Regions from separate parts of the Mus musculus genome. Here region 1 is linked to region 2. The links are chromatin contacts, called in public Hi-C maps. All regions are on one chromosome and are shown on one strand. The core of a region is the stretch at or near the end of the contact, and the rest is flanking DNA. Distances in the headings are between cores, read along the strand shown. Region 1 has its middle 26 kb from the start of Rtp1. Region 2 overlaps C730014E05Rik (RIKEN cDNA C730014E05 gene).

The links. Hi-C and Micro-C count contacts between places; a contact is called where the count stands out from the background.
Region 1: a contact with region 2 is called in a Hi-C map of bone marrow-derived macrophages, with 24 read pairs. The contact joins two enhancer-like sites. A contact is called at or near these places in 6 of 484 Hi-C or Micro-C datasets (bone marrow-derived macrophages, cerebral cortex, embryonic stem cells and 2 more), 4 of 115 datasets of contacts at active chromatin or transcription factors (the SCID.adh cell line, embryonic stem cells, large pre-B cells and 1 more) and 1 of 9 other capture datasets (embryonic stem cells).

What each region holds. Positions count from the first base shown.
Region 1 is chr16:23,401,059-23,404,879 of GRCm38.p6, forward strand. No RefSeq gene overlaps it. Among named protein-coding and RNA genes, the nearest start is that of Rtp1, 26 kb to the right of the region's middle. Within about 2 kb of position 2,348, at least 49 of the 459 cell types and tissues checked have an H3K27ac peak or open chromatin away from gene starts, as enhancers often do. A contact at or near this core is called in the SCID.adh cell line and bone marrow-derived macrophages, where this site is marked.
Region 2 is chr16:23,179,471-23,183,269 of GRCm38.p6, forward strand. All of the region lies in intron 1 of C730014E05Rik (RIKEN cDNA C730014E05 gene), which reads left to right. It also overlaps the pseudogene Gm6630. Among named protein-coding and RNA genes, the nearest start is that of C730014E05Rik, 6.1 kb to the left of the region's middle. Within about 2 kb of position 1,756, at least 75 of the 459 cell types and tissues checked have an H3K27ac peak or open chromatin away from gene starts, as enhancers often do. A contact at or near this core is called in the SCID.adh cell line and bone marrow-derived macrophages, where this site is marked.

The sequences.
Region 1 (3,821 bases), core at 1,098-3,597, 220 kb after region 2:
TTCCATGCCTCCTAACAGCCTGACAGAAACCAGGTTGGCCTTGAACTTAGTACATTGTCAAGGCTGGCCTTGTGCTCTTAATCCTCTGTCTTTGCCTCCTATGTGCTGTGATTATAAGTGTGTGCTGTCAAGCCCCAACCTCCAAAAAGACAATTTGGGCTCAGCTCAGGCTGAATTCCGACCCAGTAAGCACTTAGCATTCTTCAGAAACCTTGTAAAGTGAGTTTCTGTTAGCTAATACTTTTTCCTCTGCTACTACAGTCCCCCTCGGTCCCCCAAAATCCAGAGCCAGCATCTAGTCCTCTATTTACTCAAACAAGCCACCAACAGATCAGAGCCCTGTGCTAGATTCCAGCTGTTCCAGATAACTGCCCTCCCCCTCCTCCTCCTCCTCCTCCTCCTCCTCCTCCTCCTCCTCCTCCTCCTCCTCCTCCTCCCCTTCCCCCTCCTCCCCTTCTTCCTCTTCCACATAACACATAGTAACCAGCAAGAGTCTCCCACTATCTTCATGCTCTTCCCTACTCCTGCAGCCCTGGCAATAACCAGGCTGCTGCTCCCCCTTCCTGCTCTCTGTGCTACTCTCTCTGTCCCAGAAAGGCAGCCATTACTGACTCCCCCAGATGCCGCTGGCTGTTCTTTCCCTTATCTACAATACCACCTTCCCCCAGTAATGAATCAGTCACGTTGACAAGGTCTTCACTCTACAAGGTCTTCACTGTCCTCCTCAAATACCAACGCCCACAGGCGTTCTTCTTATTTCCTTAACCTCTTCTTTCCTTCTCCTAGTCTCACAAGGAAGCAAGCCATTACAGATTGTGGCTGCTGGGAAATCAAGGAGGAAGGGAGGTGGAGGTGTTTGTAGGTTTGCCAAATGAGAGTGAGTGAGAGTGGGAGAAAGCGCCAGGATTCTTTGTTCCCTCCACTTCCTGCACTGTCTCCCCCACTAAGAGTTAATTCAGGGGCAGGTTGGTCACCTGGCCAAGGATCTATCCCTCAGGAAGAATTGGCCCACCCTAAGCCAATAATTATCCCTTTACTGAGGCAAGGCATGTTTTCTTCCCAGACACCCCCCACCCCCACCCCACCCCAGCACGGTCTCCTTCACAGTGCAGCCATACAGCTCTATAAGTCTGAGTTACTCACACAAGCGTGACTTTGCTTTTCTTCTTCCTGCCCCCTCTCTAAGCATGCTTTTCCTAATGGTCTGGGCTTTACTTTTCTAATGCTTTGCTTCCTGCCAGGTGGTCGCTTGCCCTCCCTGTGTCTGAGCTCCATATCTGTTTAATTCAAACAGCATGGCTGTGCCCTTCTCCATTCTCCTCTGGGCAAGATTTCCAACTTGCTACCTTATGATTTTCCTTCTAAATTCTAATAAAATTGTCCTGACATTTTTATCTCATAAAGGTCCATGATTCACCAAAGAATGATACCCAGGACTCAAATAGTATATAAAAGCAAAGAGTGTTTTATTCTGCAGAAGTCCAGAATGCTGGAGTCTCCTGTTCCAATGTGGGGATGCCCATGTGAGTTTGCAGGCCCAATTTAAAGTACATCAGGGAGTCCCGGGGAGGTGTAGGTAGGTAACCTCTATCTCTTGGCTCTATCTCTGGGGACATTCCAGAACCATTGCTGGGGAAGTCTGAAAACTGTTCCCGAGGACATCTGGAAAGTGATGCTGACCGTGTCCTTACCTCAGGGCCAACGGCAGGGTAGCTTCTGAGGTCTGGACTTGCCCGGGTCTTGGAAACAGAAATTTAGGCCTAGTCTCCTGTTTGAAGCCAGCTTGAAGCCTGCCACGGAGTCAGCGTGTCTCAATCTGACTGTTTTTAAAATTCTTTTTATCAAAGAGACCAAGACCCACTAAAGGGGGCCCCAATTTCCCTTATTTTAGCAGCAGTGTTACAGTTTGATGTAAAAGATGTGAGTGTGAGAGAGACAGAAAAGACAGACAGACACCAGGAAATGCACACATGTTTATTAAAGAACAGTGTGAACGCCTTCTGATTATGAATCCTTCCCCTGCCAGGCTGTTGTCCGCCACCACCACCCGCCCCACCCAGCATGGATGGCATTCCTGGGGGAAATTTTAATTCTTTGAGTCCTTTGTTTGAATAGGGTGGTATATTTATAATGTGTGTGTGTGTGTGTGTGTGTGTGTGTGTGTGTGTGCGTGTGTGTGTTATATCTGGCAGCATGTTGTGAGGGTCTTCCATGCTGCTGCTTGCAGCTATAGTTCTTATTTTCACTAAAATGCACTGTAATTTATACTTTCTGCCCAACTCCTAATTATGGTTGTCCAAGTTCCTGAAGTAAGAGCAGAAACTGCTGCCCCCTTGTGGCCTGCGGTGGTTATAACCTTCTGAATGGTTGATTTCTTTCTAAATCAACTGGCCCCCAGGCAGCTAGAATTTCAGGATGCCTGCTTGTTCAAATTACATCTAGAAGGTTAGGAGGTCACATGACTCAACTGGAAGGAACGCTCCTGTGAGATAGCTTTTGTTTACAGGAGGAGGCTCAGTTCCACCTCATTCTGGTTTCTATCATCTTATCAGAAGGAATTTGGCACAAGATGCAGCAGTAGGTGCTCCGGTACTTACCAGAGCGTGCAAAGACAGGATCAGTTACTGTGTGGTGAGGTCATACAACATCCTATTCCAAAAATAGAATATAGAGGGACATTTATCATCTATGCCTGTTTGCATGCTCACACATGTGGGCACACATGCATGTGCATGTATGTGTGTACATGGTTGTGAAGTCTTCCTCTTCTATCTTATATATTAAGGCAGGTGTGTGTGTGTGGGGTGTCTCACCTGAAACTCAAGCTCAGCGAATGAGCTAATCTCGCTAGCCAGCGTTCTCCAGGAATTCCATCTTTCACTTTTGAGTACTGTGGTTACAAGGCAGCCTGACATACCCACCTGGCCTTTATGTGGGTGTTAAAAATCAGCACTTGGATCGTCCTGCTTTCACAACAAGAACTTTATCTACTGAGCCAGCACCTCAGCCTGTTATGTCTCTTTTCCTGGGTGTTTTTCTTCCTTTATTTACCTGGTAATATTGAGGGTCAAGTGTTCCTGGCAGAAGAATAAAGAAAGCAAAAACAAAACCAACCAACCAACCAACAAACAGAAACAATAACAATAACTACCTGGCAAATAACTACTGCAATCTATTTGTTTTGTTTATTTATTTCATTATTTTTTCTTTTATGGAAATATTTTTTTTCATACAATATATTCTGATGACAGTTTTCCCTGCCCCTATACCTCCCACTTCCTCCTGACCTCCATTCCTTCTGGATCCACACAGCCATCTAAGGACTAATAGTAAAATAAAATAAAATAAAATTGCAATCTACTTTTATGTGTACAAGAATGATTTGTGGAAAGCCACACACACACACACACACACACACAAACACACACACCAACACCAGAAACACAAGTGAAACAACAATGAAGTCAAGGGGAGGGGAAACAAAGTCAAGGGGAGGCCTGGGGCTTGAGGAGGGGGCAGGGTACGACAGGCCTTGAGATGTTAAGGGGTTGCAGTGTTTGAAGAAAATGTCAGAAAGGTGCTCATGGATCAGCAGAATTAATACAGTAAAAAGGGCCATCCTATCCAAAGCAATCTACAGATCAATGCAGTCCCTACCAAAAATCCAATACAATTCTTCACAGAAATTGAAAGGGAAAATTTCAGTTTCATATGGAAACCTAAAAGAACCCAGGATAGCACAAACAATCCTGAATAATCAAGTCACTGCTGGAGGTCTCACCATCTGCAGTCTCAAGCTGTACTAGAGAGCTGTAGTAATA
Region 2 (3,799 bases), core at 506-3,005:
TCTGTGCTCCATCTGGAGACCATGTTGATGTTCCACCTCTCTTAAAAATTCTCATGGTCTACACGCCGCCGTCTGTGCCGCCGCCATGTCTCTAGTGATCTCTAAGAAGTTCCAGCACATTTTGCGAGTACTCAACACCGACATCGATGGGCGGCAGAAAATAGGCTTCACTATCACTGCCATTAAGGTCGTGGGGCGGAGCTATGCTCATGTGGTGTTGAGGAAAACAGACATCGACCTCACCAAGGCTGGAGAACGCACGGAGGATGAGGTGGAGCGTGTGATCACCATCATGCAGAACCCGCGACAGTACAGGATTCCAGACTGGTTCCTGAACAGACAGAAGGATGGGAAGGGTGGGAAGTACAGCCAGGCTCTGGCCAGCGGACCAGACAACAAGCTGCGTGAGGACCTGGAGCAGCTGAAGAAAATTCGAGCCCATAGAGGGCTGCGCCACTTTTGTGGCCTTCTTGTCCGAGGTCAGCACACCAAGACCACTGGCCGCAGGGGCCGTACTGTGGGTGTATCCAAGAAGGAATGAGTCTCTGGGCCTTTGCTGTTAATAGTTTATATACCTTAAAAAAATTCTCATGGTCTTTAAAAATTCAAACATTTAATATGTCAATTTCTTTAAAATATTTGTTTTCCTAAACTGCTGAAGTTTTTCTAGAACAATCAAAGTCTCTATAAAATTCCAGTCTCTTGACCATGAGCTTCTGAAAAATTAAAAATAAATTAAGTACTTTTTTATTCCAAGAGGGAAGAACCAGGACTCGGTTAAAATCCAATCAAGGTTCAAAGGTATACAACTTTGAGTGGTTGATGTCTGGAATCCATTCAGGGTTCCCCAAAATAGCTCTATTCCTCCAGCTATGCCATTCATAGACTGGCCAGTTTAAGCCCCGGTCAGGTCCACTCCACAGCTATGGTGTCCACTGTATCTGTGTCACACTCTAACCAATCACCTGTCCTGGGCTCTTTCCAGGGTCTCTGATCCTGATACCTGGTGCCGAGCATTTCTCCATGGCTCCTCCAATACTAGGGCTTGTACTTCAACCAAGGCTGTATATTCACTTATGGCCTCTCCTGGCTTTTCATGCTTTAAACCTCAGCTACTCTCTATGACCCTTCCATGCCTGGGAAACACTTATACATTACCAGATTATCAGTGCCACAGAAGCAATTCTTAGCATCATTAGCCCTTGAAGGTCAGGTCAAATCAAATCAAATGTTCAAGAAGATATCACATCACACCCACAGTGGTGATTATATCTTACAACTCAGGCATTAGCAAATTTTGGTGGAAGTATCACAAAATTCATAGTGTTACCAGGATACTGATGCAGTTAGCTTGGAAGATGATGTACTTACTTAAAAGGGTAAACATTGTTATCACTCCTAGATATATGTCCTAGATATAAGATGAAAAGAAAGGAAAATACGGGTAAACACCAAACTTGTAGCATTGTTGACAAGCTACTGTGTTTACAGGCAAAAAAGTGAAAAAAAAAATCCAGTGTCCTTCAATTAATGAATGGGTAAAGAAAATTTATTATGAGCACATAATATAATATTAAATAATCAAAAAGAATGTGGTGAGGTGACTGTCTATACTGTAGCATGCATGAATATTGAAAGTAGGACGTGAAGTAAAAGAAGCCAGTCACAGAACATCTCAGTGTGAGACATGTGGCCCAATGTGATCCACAGCAACAGAAAACAGCAGCCGAGGGTGGAGAAAACAAGTGGCGGCTGCTTGTGGCACCCAGTTCCTCCAGGGGTGATAAAAAGGGCTCTGAAATGTCCTGTAGTGGAGGACCAGGTCACATGGCTGGATTGCATGATGCTGCACTTAGAAAACTGTGCTGAGAGAGAAAGCCATGAAAACGATATGGTCTGTGCTTCAGAAAACCACAACCCCAGTATCTTAATCTTCTATATTGCTACTAAAAATTCCTGACTAGCTTTAGTTTCCATGCAAAAAGGATGGGGAGACAGCAGAAGATGCAGAAGATCAATAGATGAGAACATGTGGAAAAACACATGGAAGAAAAACAGGAGGACTGCAGACAAGAGTATCATGGTGATGTATCAGAGTATCAGGACAGGATCAGCACCAGCTCAGCTACTGATCACGTCATTGAACATGGTTATACAGGCTTGAACTGACAGCTTAGGAGCTCCGCCCAGGTTAGGCATTCTCAAGCTAAGACTTTTCATTTCCTGGGAGGGCTCCTTACAGTATACTACTGCTTTCTCCCTAACAGGTTCTAGTTTAACAGGTTGCGATGGTACCAAAGTTTTCTGTATTTCTAAATGTCTATGCTGTGGTTTTGAGAACTGCTTTGCAAAGCACCATCTAGGTCTTTGAAGGCACAGCTTCCTCTTGTTGGGTTAAAATAAAATCTTCTAAGGAAGAGGAAAAGGGAGGGTGGGGTGGGTGGAGAGATGGCCCAGAAGCTAAAAACATTGACTGCTCTTCCAGAGAACTAGGGTTCAATTCCCTGTACCCACATGGCAGCTTACAACTGTCCCTAACTTCAGTTCCAGGGTATCCAACACCTTCATACAGACAGACATGCAGGCAAAACACCAATGCCCATAAAATTTTTAAAAAAATTTTAAAAAAGAAGAAAAAGAGGAAGGGGAGGTGAGATGGGTGTGAGGGGAAGGGAAGAGGGAAGGAAGGGAGGGGAGAGCTGTCAGAAGGAGAGGGAGGAGAGTTGAGGTTAGTAAAGTAACTTCTCTTGTAAAATTCTGTTAAAGATTTCTGTAAAAAAATGTTCTGTCTTTGGGTGTGTGTGTGCTGTTAAATAAATGCAGAGCAAAGCCCTTTGTTAGGGATAGGCCCAGTCACAGACACACAACTGCACACATGGCCACAGACAGACATGAGACAGATAGAGGCACACACACAGGCAACAGGGACAGACAGATCAAGACACAAACAACAGGCAGGTAATTTACAGATCAGTGACTGCAAACTGTAGACAGATGGGAAGCACAGAAGTGGACTCAGATCTTGGTCAAACTCCTCCAAGGGGAAGTTGCTTTATTTTCATTCCCGAGTGTGCTTATTGATGCAAGTGTGTATATGGTTTTAGGGCTGAGCACTTGGTATTAGATAACCAATCAGGACACTCATCCCTGGAGAACACTGATCTTTCCTTCTCTCAGTAGTCATTAATCTCCTGTGGCTGTGAAATTTCCCCCCGCAGGTTGGTGTGCCATCTGATGTCACTGTTCAGGTCTTGTGTAGGTGGTCTTATTGCTGAGATTTTATGAGGGCAGCTTCCCTGTCATACATAGAAGGCACAGCCTTGCAGCAGATATCCCTGAGCGTTAGGTGTAGGAGTTTTGTTGTAGACGTATCAACTGGGGCTCAACTCCCCACAGCCAATTTTTCAGTAATAGAGACTTACTTTAAACTCTGGGAGCCAACTAAGGGCAACACAATTCCTACATTGTTTTTGGACCAACATCCCATACCCATTTTCTTAGGTTTCCCAGAGACATGTCATCCCAAAGTTAGCAGGAAGTAGCTAAAGATCATGACGACCCTATTCCTGCTCCACCATCACCTTTTTCTAATTTTCCCTTTTTAATTAAACCAAATGTTTAATTAAATTAATTAATTTAATATTGGCATTTAGTCTAGGCTCTGCCACACAGTTACCTGGCAACAGCCAGATGTACCTGACTCACAATAAAGGGGGCTACTCGCCCCCTCCTCACTCTCTTGCTCCCTTCTCTTTTCATTTTGCTCCTGCTCCTTACCCATTCTCTTCCCATTCTCCTC